3 separate regions of the Sus scrofa genome follow, and regions 2 and 3 are each linked to region 1. The links are chromatin contacts, called in public Hi-C and HiChIP or PLAC-seq maps. All regions are on one chromosome and are shown on one strand. Each heading gives the region's core, a stretch centred on a gene start, on an enhancer-like site or on the middle of the called end of the contact. The rest is flanking DNA. Distances are from core to core; before and after follow the strand shown. Region 1 holds the start of GNG12 (guanine nucleotide binding protein (G protein), gamma 12). Region 2 overlaps GNG12 (guanine nucleotide binding protein (G protein), gamma 12). Region 3 overlaps GNG12 (guanine nucleotide binding protein (G protein), gamma 12).

Evidence for each region. Hi-C and Micro-C count contacts between places; a contact is called where the count stands out from the background. HiChIP or PLAC-seq counts read pairs in DNA pulled down with a chosen protein or histone mark.
Region 2: a contact with region 1 is called in a Hi-C map of embryonic fibroblasts, with 2.7 times the contacts expected there. The contact joins the enhancer-like site here to the promoter of GNG12 in region 1. A contact is called at or near these places in 3 of 47 Hi-C or Micro-C datasets (embryonic fibroblasts and epiblast stem cells) and 1 of 2 datasets of contacts at active chromatin or transcription factors (skeletal muscle).
Region 3: a contact with region 1 is called in an H3K27ac HiChIP or PLAC-seq map of skeletal muscle. The contact joins the enhancer-like site here to the promoter of GNG12 in region 1. A contact is called at or near these places in 10 of 47 Hi-C or Micro-C datasets (adipocytes, alveolar macrophages, embryonic fibroblasts and 6 more) and 1 of 2 datasets of contacts at active chromatin or transcription factors (skeletal muscle).

The regions. Positions count from the first base shown.
Region 1 is chr6:144,780,665-144,784,527 of Sscrofa11.1, reverse strand. GNG12 (guanine nucleotide binding protein (G protein), gamma 12) reads right to left here and starts at 2,004. Exons shown (of 5, transcript NM_001145387.1): 1 at 1,925-2,004.
Region 2 is chr6:144,818,620-144,822,461 of Sscrofa11.1, reverse strand. The region is part of intron 1 of GNG12 (guanine nucleotide binding protein (G protein), gamma 12); the gene reads right to left. Among named protein-coding and RNA genes, the nearest start is that of GNG12, 38 kb to the right of the region's middle. Within about 2 kb of position 1,346, at least 15 of the 83 cell types and tissues checked have an H3K27ac peak or open chromatin away from gene starts, as enhancers often do. A contact at or near this core is called in embryonic fibroblasts, where this site is marked.
Region 3 is chr6:144,836,120-144,840,033 of Sscrofa11.1, reverse strand. GNG12 (guanine nucleotide binding protein (G protein), gamma 12) reads right to left here. Exons shown (of 5, transcript NM_001145387.1): 2 at 2,076-2,128. Among named protein-coding and RNA genes, the nearest start is that of GNG12, 56 kb to the right of the region's middle. Within about 2 kb of position 2,338, at least 23 of the 83 cell types and tissues checked have an H3K27ac peak or open chromatin away from gene starts, as enhancers often do. A contact at or near this core is called in fetal skeletal muscle, retroperitoneal adipose tissue and skeletal muscle, where this site is marked.

The DNA of each region.
Region 1 (3,863 bases), core at 755-3,254:
ACACAGATACACATTTTTAGGTATTTTTACACAAATCTATTGTCCAGATTCAATACCTCTGTGAATTACCTGGGTTAAAAACAGTAAATACACGACTGCATTTTTAAAAATAAGGCCTAAAGGCACAGTCATCAGACTGTTCGACATGTGTTGGACCTAAACCAGGGTTTTATGGTGCTAGTTAGAGAAGGCAAAGGGACTGAAGGCTTGATCCCAAAGTCCTTTTACCACTGAAATCTCTGTAAAAGGTTTCATTACTTTAAAAAATTATGTGTGTGTGAATCATGTTTGTTTATTGAAAAAAGGGCTTGCTAACACATACACTTTTTTTTTTTTTTTTTTTTTTTTAAAGAATCAAAACAACTCCTTCCTTGAATGTGACTGTTTTGGCAACAGTTAAACCCAACCCCGTCATTCTAACACTGCCCGCCTTCCTGGTTCTACTAGGTGAGGGCCGCCATCCTGCCATCATTTATAGGCAGAGCTGAGAAGCACCAGCAATGGTGCAGCGTGGTGACGAGCACTTTAAAAACACAGCCAAACTCCGCTTTTAAAGTAGAGAACACGCAGACACAGTCCCTGCTGCTGACAATGTCCAAAAGATTCCTTATAGACAATCTATCTAGACGAAGCTACAACAGCCCCAGGAAATATAAACAGTGTCGGCAAGACAGCGGGGGCGGGGTGGGGGGGAGAGGAAACAACTGATGGGAAGGAAGCTAATCATGTGAAGTTTGTCCAACTCCACAAGGTCTAATACATTCCAGTCCGTTTCCACTCACAGCAGCCATTAAACGTGCCCTGACACGTGGGCGCAGGGGACCTCCTTTCTCTCAGGTTTTTGACCATTTTCTTCTCTGTGCACTTGTTTGTACACAACCGCGCCTGGGCAGGGGTGATCACAAGACGACAGGCCGCGGCAGTTCCCTCACTCAGATTTCCAGTTACCCAAAGTTTCGCTCCACCGCGGGGATTTAATGAGAATCACGAGTTCCTTTTCGAAAGTTATGAATGGTTTAAGTCAAGTTTACAAGACACAAACAGAAGGGGAGGAACCGGTGGGTCGAGAGGCTTCAGGGACAGCATTTTAAAATTAGCTTTAATTGATATACCCTAGTCGAAAAAAAATTTTTTAAAGTCACTCTGTTCCACGCAATAAGTCCGGGCAATACTTTTTTAAAAAATCACGCAAGCCTCACGTCTGAGTCTTGACCTCCTCCTATCATCCGCAAATGATAGCAGTCTCCAGACCGCTCACTGCTCGGGGGTCCCTCGCGGGACGTGTGATCTCTGCGACCCGCTATTTCGCCGCCAGACCCCCAACCCCCAGCGGGTTCCAGGGCTGCGCCTTCGCTGCCGAGTCCCCAGAAAGAGCGGAAGAAAGTAGGGAAGAGGGGCGTGGCGCCGGGTCGCCCCCAGCTGCCGGCCCTTCTCGCAAACCTGGCAGCGCCGCAAGCTGGAGCTGGGAACCCCGGAACCTCCCAAACCTCCCAGTCCCAACCCGGCGCGGGGCGCACGGCCGCGGGCCGGTGAGGAAGCGAGCGAGCCGGGAGACCTTCTCTCGCTCCCGCCCTCGTCCCGGGGGCCGGTTCCCAGCCCTGGACCCGCAGGGCTGCGGGCTTCCCGCGCCCTCCGGCCGCTGCCGCCCGTCGAGGGCGAGCGCGCCGTCCGTCTCCGGGTCTCGGCGTCCCTTGCCCTCCCTCCCCCATCCCGGTCTCCGGCGCCCAGTGCCCGGACCAGTCCCCGCCCTCTGGGACACTCTTCCCTCCTTCCTTCCTTCCTCCGTTCCCTCCCTCCATCTCGCTTCCCAGCACTGGGAACTCGGAGGCGGCTCCCGAACTGGCCAGCCGACGCCCCGCGCTGCGCCCTGGTCCCTTCGGGGACCCGACTTGCCACCTGCGCCCGCTGCTCGGTGCTCACTCGCCTGCCAGAGCGCTGCCCCTGCCACCACCGCTGCTGCCGGGGACTCTGTCTCTAAGGGCTCCTGGAGACGGCTCCGACCTCTCCTCCTCCTCCTGCTCCTCCGGGCGGGCGCCGGCTCCGCCTCGCTCGGGGTAGGCGGGGCGGACAGCCCGACGGGCGGGGCGGCGGCGGCCCGGACTCCTTCCTCCTGGCCTAGCCCTCCTCCCTCCTGCCCAGACGCCCGGGCTCTTACTCAGTTCGGCCGCCGAACCCTTGCTTTGCCGCACGTGGGCTGGCAGAGAGGAGAGGTGGGGAGCGTTGAAGTCCCGCAAAGGTCTGGCCGCTTTGGCCACCCCCCGTTTCCCTTCCCCAAATTCCCTAAAGCCCTGGAGTTCAAAGATTCTTCGGTTCCCTCCCACCCCCCATTCACGACCCTGCACAGGGCTGTTCTCACTCCTCGGAAGTTTCCCTCGCGTGTGAACGCCTTGCCAACCCTTATGCCAACCGTCCCTTAGGCCGCGAATATGTGCTCTGCCAACCCCCTACACAAAAGTTAGGCTCTGTTCCAGGAATTTCTTAAGAAAACAGTCACAGCAAAATTTAAAGGGCCCTGGGGCCACAGAGAGATTTTGCTTCCCAGAAAGTGGAGCTATAACTGCAGATTGTTGAATGTGAAGTACACCCGCCCATCATGAGCTTCCCTTCCATTGCTCCACCATGAGATTTGTGTTTCCGAATGCCCAGTACCTGGCAGAGTTCCGCTTAATGAACGGAATTCGCTTTGGTTTTTTTCTGGATGGATTCAGGGTCCAGGAGTTTGAGAAGCCACGTTCGTTTCCGTAGACTTCAAACTATTAATACAGCCATTCAACAGTCATTGACGTCTGCTATGTGCCAAGCTCTGCAATAAAGGTGATTGGTGGTGGGGGTGGGGATGTCACCCTCAAAAAGTCCAGAAAGAGTCCAGAAAGAGTGAAAAAGATGGATGTGCAGAAATAGTATCACTCAGCAGACTTCTCGCACATTCCTAGGTGTCTGCTTTCTTGTTTGACAGGGTGGAGATAAAAGAGTAAATGCTTTCATGTACGTAATCTCATCTGGAAACTGAGACACCAAGAACTTAAGGGGCTTATTGAAACTTTTCTAATATAGTACTATTCAATGTGTGACTCACAGAACAATGACTGTCTGGGAACTGCTACCCATCTGTAATGGGATAAGCATAGAAAGTGAAAGTGAGCATGTAAAAACTTTTATAGCAATTTGTGTGATTTTCTGCCTGTTAAATTTGATAACGAAGAATATGGCCTTGTATTTGGTATGTCTCTTTTACTTTTCTCATTATTCATGTTGTATTTATCATGTTGGATAAAAGCATCAGCCTGCAACAGATTGAAAATAAAATCCCACAGATAGTTGGAGATGCACTGATCTAGTTAGGAGCAAGGCAAGAATAATAAGAGCTAACACTTTCATGGCAGATGTTGCTCTAAGTGCTTTACATATATTAATTTTATTAATCATCCTACCAACCCTAGCAGGTAGGCTCAGGGATGTTAAGCCAGGCAGCTCAAAAGTGGCAGAGCCAGAATTCACTGCAAAGAGTCTGGCCCCAGACTTTGTCCTTTTACCCACGACCCTCAATCCAGTGTTCTTTCTGCTCCACTGTGTGCAAACTTCAGTAATTTCACGTTTCTTCTTTGTACCTTCTATATGATTTTTTTTTTTTTTTTGCCATTTCTTGGGCCGCTCCTGCGGCATGTGGAGGTTCCCAGGCTAGGGGTCGAATCAGAGCTGTAGCCACTGGCCTACACCAGAGCCACAGCAATGCGGGATCCGAGCCGCATCTGCCACCTACACCACAGCTCACGGCAACGCCGGATCGTTAACCCACTGAGCAAGGGCAGGGTTCGAACCCGCAACCAATGGTTCCTAGTCGGATTCGTTAACCACTGTGCCAT
Region 2 (3,842 bases), core at 97-2,596, 39 kb before region 1:
CCCTCTTGCCAGGCATCTCCTATACTTTGGATTTTCTGGTTGCTTCTTCAATATGGGTGCTTTTCAGAAGAGCAGTGTTTCTCTCATGAATGAGCCCCATTTATGATGAAGCCCCAAGTGATCAGTGTTAGCTGGGAGCGGACAGCCATTCTCCCAAGCTTCTGGCATTTTCCCAGCATGGCAGTGAACGCAACCCCGCAGAGATCAGTTTCTCTCTGTAACCCCTTTCTCTCTTTCCTTGGCCTCTTAGCAAACCTCTGCTTCAGAGAGTTTAGTCAGTTGGTGTTTGTCTACTGTGTCTTTTCTCCTTTTAAGCATCATCTTTCTGCAGCTTTTATATGTGAAAATTTGAAATTACTGCCTAAAAGCAGGATATTATTAATCTCCAGTCACTTGAGAAATAACAGTTCATGGATATGGCCAAATTCTAACAGTAGAGATAACATAATAGAAAACATGGATCTATCAGTTCCATCCTTTTACCTCCTCAATAAATGACATGCAATAAAGCATTTGCAAGTCTTGTCGAACTTTTATTTATGTGTATCTCTCTCTCCTTTTTTTTTTTTTTTTTTTTGGCCACCCTGCGGCATATGGAGTTCGCAGGCCAGGGATCAGATCCAAGCCACCCAGAGCCTTTTAATTCACTGTGCCTGGATGGGGATTGAACCTGCGTCCTGGTGCTGCTGAGACATGGCCAATCCTGTTGCGCCACAGTGGGAACGCTGATGTGTGAGTATTTCTTTAAAGCTTAAAAGCTTTGATGTTTGCGACATGAAATCCTATTTATTTACGAATAATTGTTTGGGAAGGTAAGCTGCTGGGTGGCTTCTCCAAAAGAAGAAAAGAGTAGATATTGATTATGAAGCATTTTGTCATCCAAGTCAAAAGCTCCCCAAACACTTTGATACACACACAATATATATATATATAATTTTTAAAATGATTTTTATTTTTTTCCACTATAGCTGGCTTATAATGTTCTGTCAGTTTTCTACTGTACAGCAAAGTGACCCAGGCACACATGTGATTTTGAACCACAAATCTGAATTCCTAGAATGTGCGTGTGTGCAATTTAACTCTGGACTTAATCCCACTGTGGTCTTTGCATCCTTCTCAGGCTGTGTGAGCAGTTTCCCTTCTTCCTGTGTTCCCTGAGCACTGAACGTGGGCAGTGCCAATGTAAACCACACACTAGTGACATTTTGAACAACTCTCAAATTCCTGCACTCTTCTGCAAAGCTTCAGTGCCAGCCCTCTTTTCAGAATCCCCCCCTCCCCAGTACTATTTCACATTTTCTTCTCTTGACTTAGCTTAGTTGGGAAGTATTTTGTTAACAGTCTTCTGGCCAGTTTCAGCATAGGGCTTCTGGCAAAAGGCAGGGTTGCAGCATTTCAGAGGCCTGGCACTAACTCCAGAAAATCTTTTCCTATTTTCAATCTTACTTACTACTCCTCTTTTCTTCTGCCGCTCAACAAGGAGGAAGAAAGCACAAATCCCTTACACACCGAACAAGAGACACACAGTCACAAAAAAAACTCCTCCCCAGCTTAAAACCAGCAGAATCTTAACACCCTTATTGGGGACTTGTAAATCCAGAATCGCCTAAGGCAGACAACAAAGTCTTACAAGTAAACCACATGCATTAAACTTTAACTTCTGCTTCCCCCCACCCCAACCAGTTTATTTGTGGGAGATGTGACTTCACAAACCCTCAACATTTCCCTCCTAAGAGAAGCCCAGTGTTTTTGGGTGGAGATGCTGTGACCTCAGGGAAGGTGGGAGCCCTGGCCTAAGGGGCTGTCAACCAAGTGAGGCCCAAGGAGAAGCTGTGTAAGGACGCTGGGAAAGGATTTTGCCTCCTCACCAAAGATAGGAGCCTCATAATAGGTGCCTCTTTGGTTCTCAACTTTGAAACTGGTGGTGAAGCATGGACCTGTGATCACCATTTGGTGACCACAAGAGAGCAAATCCAAAATTTAAAAACTCAACACAGCAAAGAAGGTAGACCCCAGGAATGAAAAGAGCATAGATCTTTAGTGGCAAATGGGAGAAGAAACTGTCTCCCAGATTTTCTGAATGTGTGGAAAATAACCCCTGCTTGTTGGGGCCACAATGAGTCATGTTTCCTTTTCTGTGCTTATAGCCTTGATATACATAAGATGACAAAAGCGAGGTTTATGGCTTCTTAATTTGGTCCCCATTAACTTAGATTTGAGAAAAGTTACTTGGCAAACCTCGAGCTAATATGGAAAATATGACTTGTTATAGATATATTATTTAACACTGACTCTTAGACTTTCTCCATCCAGAGTGACCATTCCATCTAGCTAGCTAGCCAGCCAGCCAGCCAGCCAGCCAGCCAGCCAGCCAGCCATCCAGCCAGCCAGCCAGCCATCCATCCATCCATCCATCCATCCATCCATCCCTTCTTTTATTCTACCAACAACCAACTACTAAGCCTCTACTTAGTGCTGAGCACTGCATTAGGCACTGGGAATATATATATAACCTCCAAAAGACAGATGACACTATACCCAGTTTAGAGATAACGACACTTGAAGTTCAGAAGGTATACATGTTTTTCCTAAAATTACAAGTCTACAAGTGGCAGAGTTAAGAGTCAAATCTGGGACTATCTGAATTCACAGGCCTTGTGCTTTTCCCGCTACCCTGCAGCTTGAACCCTAGCCATCACTTCGTCAGCCCAATTTAGAAATAAAAAATTGTACTGCTTTTTAATATTCTACAATTTTCATTGCCTTTCACTCCCCCATCTACAGTTAATCTAAAGTAGTTACACTGTAGACTGTATCTAGACACACCCAGAACATATATCCACTTTTCACCTGGATGTCTGACACTGTCCTTACAGGATGGGGATGGCCATGTCACCATGGTGACATCCGCTTCCACAGTGCTCATCTTGCATCGACTGGCCATCGTATGCACCAAGAGTTGGAGACCTTGTCTACCTTGCTCATGGTGCCTGGTATGCCCTGACATATGATGGGGTCCCCTCTACATATCTGCTAATTGTCTAAGGAAAATAAGCCAAATAATAAGATGCTGTCTCAGGAACTCCTGAGTGCCAGTTCTTAAGTCTCTTAGTTTAATGAGGTGATATCACTCCCAAGACCTTGGCAGAGTGCCATTCCAGAAGGCGCATCATAAGTCGCTGACGAAGCAATCTGTACACTACGTTTACAGCAAATGTGTTCCTCACTGTAGAATGCTAGAGACGACCCAAGTGTCTAGTATTTGGACCCAAAGATAAGCCAACAGCTACTTAATGAGTACAGGAGAGCACAAGGAGAAAGATGTGAAGTGTAAGGATAGGAAGAGGGCAACATCGACCAAGGTTAGAGGCAAAAGTAGACCAACAATGATGTACACACTGACCCAACTACACCAAAATACACATGTTGGGAAAACAGGCACTAGAATGTGAGGACTTATAAGAGTAGTTCTTAAGTGTCCAATGGAAATTCAGAATTTAATAAAACCACTTATAGTTGGCTCTTCCATTTTATTTCCAGAGCCTTTCTGATGATCAATAATACAGAATTCTTACAAAAGGCATGTTCAAAATTTGACACATGACCAATTTTGAAAAAGATGCCTTCTGGGTGTCTATTGTCAAAGTGAAGGCCCTCCTGATAAAAGACACCCATTTATTTGCCAGCTTAAACATACACATTGTTCTCAGTGCCTGAAGGCTACATGATAGTGAATGTTTTGTGTGTGTATGTGTGTGAAAAGCTCTCCACACTGGACATTCAAATAACCCAGTCTTTGCTTTGCAGGAACAACCCTTTCTTGATGAGACTGGCACCCTGAG
Region 3 (3,914 bases), core at 1,089-3,588, 55 kb before region 1:
TAGTAACCTATATGGGAAAGAGGAATGGATATGTATATGTATAACTAATTCACTTTGCTGTACACTTGAAACTAATACAACATTGTAAGCCAATTTTACTCCAATAAAATTAAAGAAAGAAAGAAATTTCTTGTTCTCTCCACAAGTGGTTGCCAACTATGTAGCAATTCCATCAGAATTATCTGAGTGCTTTAAGATTCCTGGGGTGCACCTAGTATTGTGGACGGCCCAGTGAAGGCATGGTGAGCTGGTTATTTCAACAGGTGCCTTATATGATCCTGAAGAGCTGCTGGTGGGGGACCAGGGACAGGGTCCACGCTGCTTCCTGGCTAAGTACCAGCCGTACTCGGTCCTGTGCTGAGCACTGCAGGGAAGGCATGTGGGGTCTTCTGCTTTCAGAACCCCAACAACACTACTGAGGAAGTAACAGTGTTTGGCTTTGAAGTATTCAGAGCAGAGCAGATCACAGACAGCAGGAACAGGTAGAGGAGGCCACATTACAGAGCAGGGAAGATTCTACTCCGCCCTGGAGGATGGGAAGGATTTCTAAGCAGAGAAGGGGTGAGCAGCGTGAGGTATCCTTGGGAGAAGTGGTAAAAAGGCAAGCCTGGTGAGAATAAAAGGAAGGGTAGGAGCTGCACATGAGGGGATGGAGCAGATAATGGAAGTGGAGAAGCCAGAGAGGAGTCTAGGCTGGTGTTGTGGGCGACACGGAGGCAAGGACAGTTCTGGAGCAAAGGACGAATGTCCTGAGAGTTGAACTAAAGGATGTACTATGAACACTGGACACTTGGTATTGACAAAACCACCCAGCAACCTGCTGAACAGACTGAGATGCCAGACGGCAGAAGAGCAAGCTAGGATTGTAGGTCTGTCAATCAGAATGGGGTGATGGGAAGGACGAGGAGATGGGAGCATGATCTGAGCCCTCTTGCTGTCCAGGCGCTTTTCATTCCATCACAGCTGTTTTCATGAGACTCATAAACACTGTAGGGTGGATTGTAAACATGGCCCCAATTCTTCTCCTCTCTGTATCCTTCCTCCCTGCCATGAGATTCTGCAGCTCCTCTCACCAAGAGGTAGAATCTATTCTTGTAGCTCTTGAATCGAGGTTAGAGCTTGCTTTAGCCAACAGAATGTGTGAGAAGCCATATTGTGCCAATTCTAAGCCTCATCCTCAAGATGCGTCCACTGTCTCTTTTGGAACGTGCAGGACAGTAAGAACCATTTCTTGGTCATTGTCACCACTCTGGCCAATATACAGGTGACTTACCAGCCTAGGTGACCTGGACCTGTAGCTGACTGAAGACATGTGAATGTCTCAATTGAAATCTCAAGAATCACATGCTCTAGGCCCAGCCCAAACTGACAACCCACAGAATTAAAGAATAAAGAAATGATTGCTATTTTGAGTTAAATTTCTGGTAGTAAATTTTGGGGAGCTTTGTTATGCAGCAAAAAGCTAACTGATACACACTGCCAAGAACAGCATAACTATATCAGGGAGCGGTGCCACACGAGAGGTGCCTCAAGGTTTTTCTCTTAAGAAGTACACTGCTTGCCAAACCCTAAAGGAAGTTTTCTACCACTAACAGAACTGTTATCTCACAATAGTCACATTTAGGTTTAAAGTGAGGTGAGAGGAAAAAAAAATTGGGCAATAAGGAAGCTAGTATGTTACAGCTATGAGCCAGTTTTCATTACGACACACTGCAAGGGACAGTCTGAATTCCTTGGCTGAAGTAACATTTTGTTGTTTTGGATACTGTTTGAAACAAGCAGACCATCAACAGGGGCCTGGAAATAGTTTCATTACAAAAAAAGTTTTTATTTTAATAGTATTTGGCATGTAATCATAGAGCTTTTCCCTGACCATGTTCTTAGCAAGAGAACATGGATTGATCTGTTTTTTAAAGGCACGGAAACATCATAAATCATTTCAGAGGGGGAAAAATGTGAATAAATAGACATCTAATCATAGTACCAGTAAGGAAGCCTCTAACTTAGACATGTGAATATCATTTCAAAAATAATGTCAAACAGTCACTTTGTTTTAAAAATGAAAGAGCACTTACCAGTAAGACTCTGTGTGGCCCACTGTTACCAGGTTTTAGGTGATGGGATGAATCTGAAATAGAATGAAACAAACATTCCTTAAGTAAATCACGTGTGGAAAGGGTGTGCCTTTCATCCCAGTGGCTGCTATCATGTTGAGTATGTATTCTTCTAGTTAAAGATTAGCAAAGCTTTCTTTTTCTGGCTCCTGATGGAATAGGGAGTTTTTCGGCTACATATTTCAACTTCCTGAACAGAGAGCACTCTCTCCTCTCCTTCAGGGAGTGCGGAAAGTCTGAAGCCAGTATAACTATAAATGGTAGTGTTTTCGTCCCAACCCCTCCAAGTCAGTGGACGCCTTCCTGGTGGTTGTTCTTGCCTTGGTTCCCCAAATCCCTTCTGTGAGGACCAAGCCATGACTCCCTTTACGGAACCAGCTAAAAAACGGGTCCAACTGGGGAGTTCCTGTCGTGGCGCAGCAGAAACAAATCTGACTAGGAACCATGAGGTTGCATGTTCGATCCCCGGCCTCACTCAGGGGGTTAACCATCTGGTGTTGCAGTGAGCTGGTATAGGTCGCAGACGCAGCCTGCATCTGGCGTGGCCGTGGCTGTGGCTGGCACCTTTAGCTCCAATTAGACCCCTAGCCTGAGAACCTCTATATGCCATGGGCCCTAAAAACCAAAAAACAAACAAACAAACAAAACTGGTTCGGTACAGCTTGAAGGACCAGAGGAAGAGTGTCCAAGGCTACCTAATAGTGGTCACCTGATCACAAATAACCATACCTTTTTCTTTGACTGATAATGGTGAGCCTAAGGTCCTGCTGTTCACCAGAAATATAACAAAGCCACAGATATAACTTTAAATTTTCTGGTAGCCCCATTTAAAAAGCAAAAAGAGGCAGATGACATTATTTAACCTGATGTATTCGGAATATTGTGACTTCAACAAGCAACTGATATAAAAAACCATTAATGAGACATTTGCTTTTTTTTGGTCATACTAAATCTTTAAGACCCGGACCGTCGCTACTTGGGCTAGCAGCATTCCAAGCCGTCAACACCCACAGCGGCTAGTGACCTCCACACCAGTCCAGCTAGTAGCCTCCACACCAGATAGCAGAGGCCAAAGGAATCTATCCTTGGCCTTCAGATGCTGGCAAGGCTCCAAAGTCAGTGCAATGCACATGGAGATTTTGTTCATCTATGTTCCTGCTTCTAGGAATCCATTGTTAATTACCCCATTCCGTGGTGTCATTTAGTAGAAAGAAAACATGATAATAGCGAATATTTATATAGCACTTAACGATGTGTTCTTGGCATGTGCCCGTATTACCTTAATGAACCCCCACAGTAACTTCATGAAGTAAGTACAGAATCATTCCTATTCTGTAATGAGGAAACTGAGGCAGAGAGAGGTTATAAGTAACTTAGGTGAGGTTAGAAGATAGTGAGAGCTGGGATTCTAATCTATGCAGCAGCCTCCAGAGCCAGGCCCTTAGCCACTACACTGTCAATTAAATTTGAACGGCTCAAAATAAGATAATTACTTTCAGTTTTAATTATAACCATCAAGTGATCCAAGACTGCTCCCATGATACGTGGTCAGATAATAGCAGTGATGGCAGATGGAGGAGTTATGGGATGTGGGAGCAAATTAAATTTAAAATAGTTCAGGGTGGGAACACAAAAACCACATGCAAGTCTGGGGTCAGAAAGACCATGCTGTGTCTGGGGGGGGCGCTGCTTGGATGATCAAGATGGGGATGTAGTTGGAGGTTAATGGGGGGGGGGTCTTTGGAAAATCGTGCCTTTGTGGTTTTTCTCAGGGAAGACGCCATCACTTTCATCTGATTC